Linked DNA regions of Sus scrofa: region 2 is linked to region 1. Evidence: chromatin contacts called from public HiChIP or PLAC-seq data. All regions are on one chromosome and are shown on one strand. Each heading gives the region's core, a stretch centred on a gene start, on an enhancer-like site or on the middle of the called end of the contact. The rest is flanking DNA. Distances are from core to core; before and after follow the strand shown.

Region 1 (3,157 bases), core at 269-2,768:
AGTTTAAGCAGGAATTGATTCTTTATTTTATTTTTGTCTTTTTGCCTTTTCTAGGGCCGCTCCCTTGGCATATGGAGGTCCCCAGGCCACAGGTGGAATCGGAGCCGCAGCTGCCGGCCTTTGCCAGAGCCACTGCAACTTGGGATCCAAACCACGTCTGCAATCTACACCACAGCTCACAGCAACGCCGAATCCTTAACCTACTGAGCGAGGCCAGGGATCGAACTGGCAACCTCATGGTTTCCAGTTGGATTCGTTAATCACTGAGCCATGACAGGAACTCCAGGGACTGATTCTTTAAATCCATGGAAATATACAGAGCCAAGAAGACCCCAAGAAAGCTTTAGTCGGCTGTTGTCTTTTTAGTCCCATCCCAGGTCCTAAGCATATTAGCAACCAACGGTTCTGAAATCTTACGTGTAGAACACTAAATAGATAATGGAAGACAGCGTGCTCTTTTCCCAGTATGGGACTCTTGGTTGGATAAAAGCTATTTTCAATTATATTAATTTTCCTCTAATTCGATTTGTCACAAAGTATATTGGTTTAAGAATTATCACCGGTTTCACTTGTACAACTTCTCCGATGAAAGCAGTAAATTGTAACCTTGTATGAGAACTGTTTCACACCTTCGGAAATTGGCTCCTCCACTTCACAGGAACCTATCTGCTAAGTGGTGTAGATTCGCTGCTTTGAGTCAGAAACCATGACCTTTTCTGCAGGAAATGCGTACACGCCCATACGATGACCCTTCTCTCAGGGGTTGGCTGCCCCTGAGAGAGGTATGCTTTCCTCAAAGGTGCGGAAAAGTTTGGTTTTCATGCTTTCCAGATTCAGATCTCTCCTCGGCCCTTTCCCAGTCCTTGCGGAGACCTCTCCTTTGTACCTGCTAATGTCACAAATTGCCCAGCGAGCCTTGTCTGGCCTCCGCCCAGACCCAGATTCCTGTCCCCTCCCGGCGCCCTCGACCAGGCAGCTAGCCCGCGGCTGGCCAGGGCTCTCGACCCCACCGTGTCCTGACCCCGTTTACTTCTTGGGTCCCCGCCGGTGCCATCTGGCCGGAGTCCCGGGGAGAAACGAAAAGTTGGACGTGGTCACCCCAGCACCTTGCCCCTTCCAATCTCCCAAACCTTAAAATCCCCTGGGCTGCGGAGGGCCGCGCCGCAGGCGACAAGTGAAGGCAAGAAAGCGGCCCCGCGTCCCCGGCGGCCTCTCTGCGGCGACGTGCCCGGCTTCCCCAGCCCGCGGGCGGCCCCTTCCGCCGGCCGACGCCCGACGCGGGCGCGGTCCCTGCCTCCCCGGCCACGCCGCGGCCCAGAGGAGAGGGAGGAGGCCGCCGGCGTTTCGGGGTCCGCCCGGGGTACCCGCAGCAGCGCGATCAAGGGCCTGGCTGCGTATTCCAGCCCATACAGAGCGAAGCAGGACCTTTTAAAAAAAGAAGAAAAAGGCCAAGCCGGGGGTGGCCGGGGTTGGGGGGGGCGGAAGAGGGAGGAGGAGCCGCGGGGACCGGAGCCGGGGACGGGCGCGCGGCGGGAGCGCTCGGGGCGCGGGCTGCACGCGGCGCTCGGGCCGCCCCTCCTCCCGGCGCCGCCGGCCGCGGCCCAGGCTGCTTCGCTCCGCCACTCCCCGCCCCTCCGCTCTCCCTCCCGCCTCCCGCCTTCCCCGCCCTCCCCGCCTCCTCTCCTCCCTCCCGGCCTCCCTCTCCCAGCCAAACTGAAAGCCGGAGCCCGGGCCGCCTCCCCGCCGCCGCCGCCGCCGCCGCCGCCGCCGCCGCCGCCGCCGCGCCCGGCCTCCCCGCGAGCGCTCCACCATGGCCGGCCCTGCTTTCACCTTATAAAGATGGCGGTGCGGGATCGCTGCAACCTTTAGACTAATGACTGTCCGAAACATCGCCTCCATCTGTAATATGGTGAGTGGCCGCCGCCGCCTCGGGGGTCGCGCCCTAGGCGCCGCAAAGCGAAGAAAGGGAAACCCGAGCCGCACGCCTGCCGGGCGGCCCGCGGGGGTGGGGGCGTGGGGGAGGCGGGGGCCTCGCGGCGCTGCCCCCGAAGTTCCGGGCCCCCGGGCGGGGCGGGCCGGTGGCGGCCCCGGGAGCGGGCGGGGGAGGGGCCGTCGGGCCACCCGCCCCCCTCTCGGACCCGGGACCCGGGAGCTTGCCCGCCGGTCCTCGGACCGCGCCGCTGCACCTCGGTCCTCGGGTTGCGGTGGAAGTGTCTTGGGGGAGGGGGCAGGCCGAACCCGGACGTCCCGGGGGACCGGGTTGGAAGAAAAGCTGGGGCGAGCGGGGGTGGGGGTGGGGGGCACCCATCCTGCCCTTGCGGTAGATAAAGCCCAGCCCGACTCCGTGACCGCCCTCATCTCGTTTTTTTTTTTGAGTTCACTCCTTAAACTGTATTTAAAAATTCACTTGGCAGAGGCCATCGCTGTATCTGGAGACATCTGAAATGCGATAAAGCTGTAAAAAGTGCAAAATGTGGTTAGGGAAGTGAACTTCTACCTGGCTTGGGAAAGCATGGCTATTTGTTTTGGAGGCCTCAGTTTCCCCACCTGTGAAAGGGGCACAAGGTTATATGGCAGTAACCCTTAGAGGCCCTAAGGATGGGGCTGACTGGGGGCGTGGAGGTCTCCAGGGTTATCCTGCCAGATGCTCTGCAGACCCAGCGCAGGCTGATGGGCCTGGACACAGCAAGGGGACTTCGCTGGGCTCCATCTGAGGATTGAGTCCACCGTCATGATGTGGAGATCACTTTAACTTGGGTTTCTCCCATTGCTTTCCCTTCCTTTGCAGTTTCTGCAGGAACAGCCAGAGCCCTTGGGTCACCAGGGTGCATCCTGCTGGTACCTCCACTTGTCAGAGCCTCAGAGAGCACAACCTGCACCCTGGCGTCAGGCATTGCCCTCCTGTGCGGGGTTTAGAGAGGGTGTACTTTGCCTCCACCCTCTAGGGGTACCACTCCCCTCCCCCCAGCTGGATGGAACACATGTTCTTTTAGTGCAGGGTTCGGGGGGAAACCTCCCTTGAAACACGCCACTAAAGGGAATCTGAGGAGGCTTGATTGAGAAGCCTGGGAGTAAGGTGATCTGGCTGCCCTTCCCCCCATCACCCAGCTTTTTAAATCTTCTGTCCCACATTCTATTGCAAGATTAACACATGGGA
Region 2 (3,157 bases), core at 193-2,692, 1.3 Mb before region 1:
CCAAGAAGGAAATTCAGGCAGGAGCTTGGCCTATCCATGCCCTGAATTGAAACCCCTGAGTTTTTAAAAATTTATTTATTTTTATTTTTTGTCTTTTTTAGGGCCACACCCATGGCATATGGAGGTTCCCAGGCTAGGGGTCGAATCAGAACTCCAGCTGCCAGTCTATACCACAGCCACAGCAAGGGGGGATCCCAGATGCATCTGCAAACTACACGACAGCTTAAGGCAATGCCAGATCCTCAACCCGCTGAGCCAGGCCAGGGATTGAACCCGTGTCCTCATGGATAATAGTCAGGTTTGTTCAACCACTGAGCTAGGATGGGAACTCCTCCTTCCTCTTTTCTTGACTAACTGTGCTCATTTTCTTGAACCATTACCAGTAGGAGGTTTTTGTTGTTTCCCCCTGTCCTAATTGCCCCACTTTGTACTTTCTCAGCTACTGCAATCTGCAATGACCCATCTAAACTGGTGGGAAGTGAACACTACATTTGGTGAACATTATGGCCAGCACTGAGTCAGGTATGACCACCCTTACTAGCTCTCACAGTGTATGCTCCTTATCCTGAACGCTCTCAGGAGCCACTCCTGCCCCTGATCTATTTGTATGCCTGGGCGGCTTATTGATTATGAAGCCAAGTACCCAGCGTGACCCTTACTTAGGCCTTTGTTGGTGGCCTAGACCAATAAGCAGAATCCATTAAACTCTTCCTCTGCTTCCCTTTTTCCTTTCGTTTCCTGGGAGGAGCTTAAGGAAGGGAAAGGTAGGCCCTAAGGTCTTAGGGGATAAGAGGTTATGGTTGATGAAGAAGCTTGGGCAGGAAAATGCATCTTCTAATCCAGAATCCAGAGACATTATCAATTTTGTTTCATGGCATGACTTCGATGAGCTTTCTTGTAAGGAAAAACAAAACAAAACATTAGCATCACTGGCATCACATATTGGACAATTTTTAAGGTGGTGATGGGACAAGGTGTTTGAATTTGGACAGTTTTGAAAAATCTTGTATTATAGTGGACAAAAATATTTGCAGTCTGTGTGTTGGGTTCCTCAAATTGGAAAAGTAAAGACTCTGGTACTCATCACAGACTAAAAAATACTGACGAAAAGTGAGATTTGATTTTTAGATAAACTGGCAACCGCATGCACAATAAATTCTCTATTCCGGCCAGGGTTTTTATTCTTAGTTGTTCTGGTTAGAGAGTACTTTAGGGAACTAAGGGCCCCTCTGGACACTCAGCTCTCTTTCTGAGTCACGGTCAATGGCACCAGCCCTTAGGCACAGTCCTCTAGCCGGTCGGCGACCCCTCTTCTGGAGGGCGGGGCCGCGTCGGGGGGCGGGGGGAGCGCGAGCCCAAGACACCCTCGTTGGGTGGAAGTGGGGGAAGGCGACCTTTGGGAGCGCGCGAGGCCTCACGTGCGCGCTCCCGCGCCGCCTGCCTGCGCGCTCGCGCGCCCACGCGTCCGCCCGCCCGCCCGCACTCCCGGGAAGTCTCGCGATGTCGTAGCCGGGTGCTCCCGCTGCGGGTGGCTCTGGCTGTTGCTGTGGTTGCCTGAGTTGCTGCTGCGGCGGCGGCGGCGGCGGCGGCGGCGGCGGCGGCGGTACTGGTGGAGGTGTCGGCCCTTGGGCGGATGTTGACATTGTGTTGTTGTTGTTGCTGACGGTAATGGCGGCGGCGGCGGCGACGGCCGGGACCCCATCTCCTCTGTAGCCGAAGCCAAGACAATCCAGAGCGAACTCCGCGGCCTCGGAGCCCGCGGCAGCGACTCCGCTCAGCCTCGGCTGCCTCGCCAGCCCGTATCCCGGCCGCAGCCCCTGGAGTCAGGCCCCTTCGGGCGGGGGGCCGCGGAGGCTCAGGATGGCGGATTTCGACGAGATCTACGAGGAGGAAGAAGACGAGGAGCGGGCCCTGGAGGAGCAGCTGCTCAAGTACTCGCCGGACCCGGTGGTGGTCCGCGGCTCCGGTCACGTCACCGTGTAAGGCCCGGAGGAGGGCGAGGGCGAGGGCGGGAGGTGCAGGGCTGGGGCGGCCCCCGTGCTCCGTGGGGGCTCTTTCTCCCTGGGGTCTGTCTGGTGTCGGAGGCCTGCGGGAGGAGTAGGCGAGCAGGAAGTGAGAACTTGCTTTATTTTCATTTGTTGCGGTCTCCAGAGTGGAGCCAGACACTGCCCTGCCTCCCCCCGCTGCCTTCTTAGCAGGCCCTACGGGCCTGGGCGCTGTGTCGGATCCCAGGAGGGAAGGTTATTCCTTAGGGTCTGCCCTTCCGGCCACCCTTTCGGCCTCGGGGTGGAAATCCACGTATTTCTGAGGCGCCTCCCCCTTGTTTTCTCATCCTGTTACCCTGTGGCTCTCTGTCTCCTCGTCTGTGCGGTTGAGCATAGTGACATATGGCTCAGAGGCCGGATCTGGGCCAGGTGAGACCCGAGTGACAGTGTGGGTCATGAGTAGTTCGTTGTCCCTATGTTTGTATTTCACACACACCCACAGGTCTTCCCAGTCTCTTGCAGAGTCAGTTTCTGCGGATCGAATGCAAGTTCCTGTAATTGTATATGATAAAAAAATGTATAGATGAGCATATATTTTTAAGATGCAGAATGATTAGGTTTACAGATAATTTTTTAAAAAACTACGTGATGGGCACACAATGCCCAGTGAGGGTTTCTGTTATCTAAGTCCTTCTTTTGGGCAAGAGCTCCTGGGTGGCTTCTTCTTTTGATAAGGGTTCCCGTAAAGTCCCATTGGCAACCTATAAAAGGCTGATATTGTTCAAACAATAAGGAAGGAGAGCTTTCTGAAAGGTCATGACTAATAAAGGAATGTGAAGACTTGAACCAAATAATGAGCTGTCCGGAAGCAGGAAGTTTTGTAATGTTTCTCTGAGAAGTCCAGAGTTTTGTACAACTTGAAGTATTTATACTTTTTCATTTTAGGTCTCTTGTTCAAATCCTAGATCAAACTTCACACTTGTCAGATATCTCCACACTCCACCTTTTTAGTAAAACTAAAGGGCCAGCACGTCTAAGACTGCCTGGAACACTTTTCATTATATTTTTGGTTTAGGGTGAGTGGGGTGTGCAGTGAATAACTTTTGGTGAAACAGTAAGACTTCTCATTGAAGACTGTCAGCAAAATCCTGGCATTTCTCAATACATGATGT

What was found. HiChIP or PLAC-seq counts read pairs in DNA pulled down with a chosen protein or histone mark.
Region 2: an H3K27ac HiChIP or PLAC-seq map of alveolar macrophages shows a contact between it and region 1. The contact joins the promoter of CHIC2 here to the promoter of USP46 in region 1. A contact is called at or near these places in 1 of 5 promoter capture datasets (liver) and 1 of 2 datasets of contacts at active chromatin or transcription factors (alveolar macrophages).

The regions. Positions count from the first base shown.
Region 1 is chr8:39,580,351-39,583,507 of Sscrofa11.1, reverse strand. USP46 (ubiquitin carboxyl-terminal hydrolase 46) reads left to right here and starts at 1,518. Exons shown (of 9, transcript XM_021101209.1): 1 at 1,518-1,909. The coding sequence starts at 1,874. It overlaps LOC110262087 (a long non-coding RNA gene), which reads right to left and starts at 128. Exons shown (of 2, transcript XR_002346631.1): 1 at 1-128.
Region 2 is chr8:40,845,000-40,848,156 of Sscrofa11.1, reverse strand. CHIC2 (cysteine-rich hydrophobic domain-containing protein 2) reads left to right here and starts at 1,442. Exons shown (of 6, transcript XM_003128983.4): 1 at 1,442-1,979. The coding sequence starts at 1,861.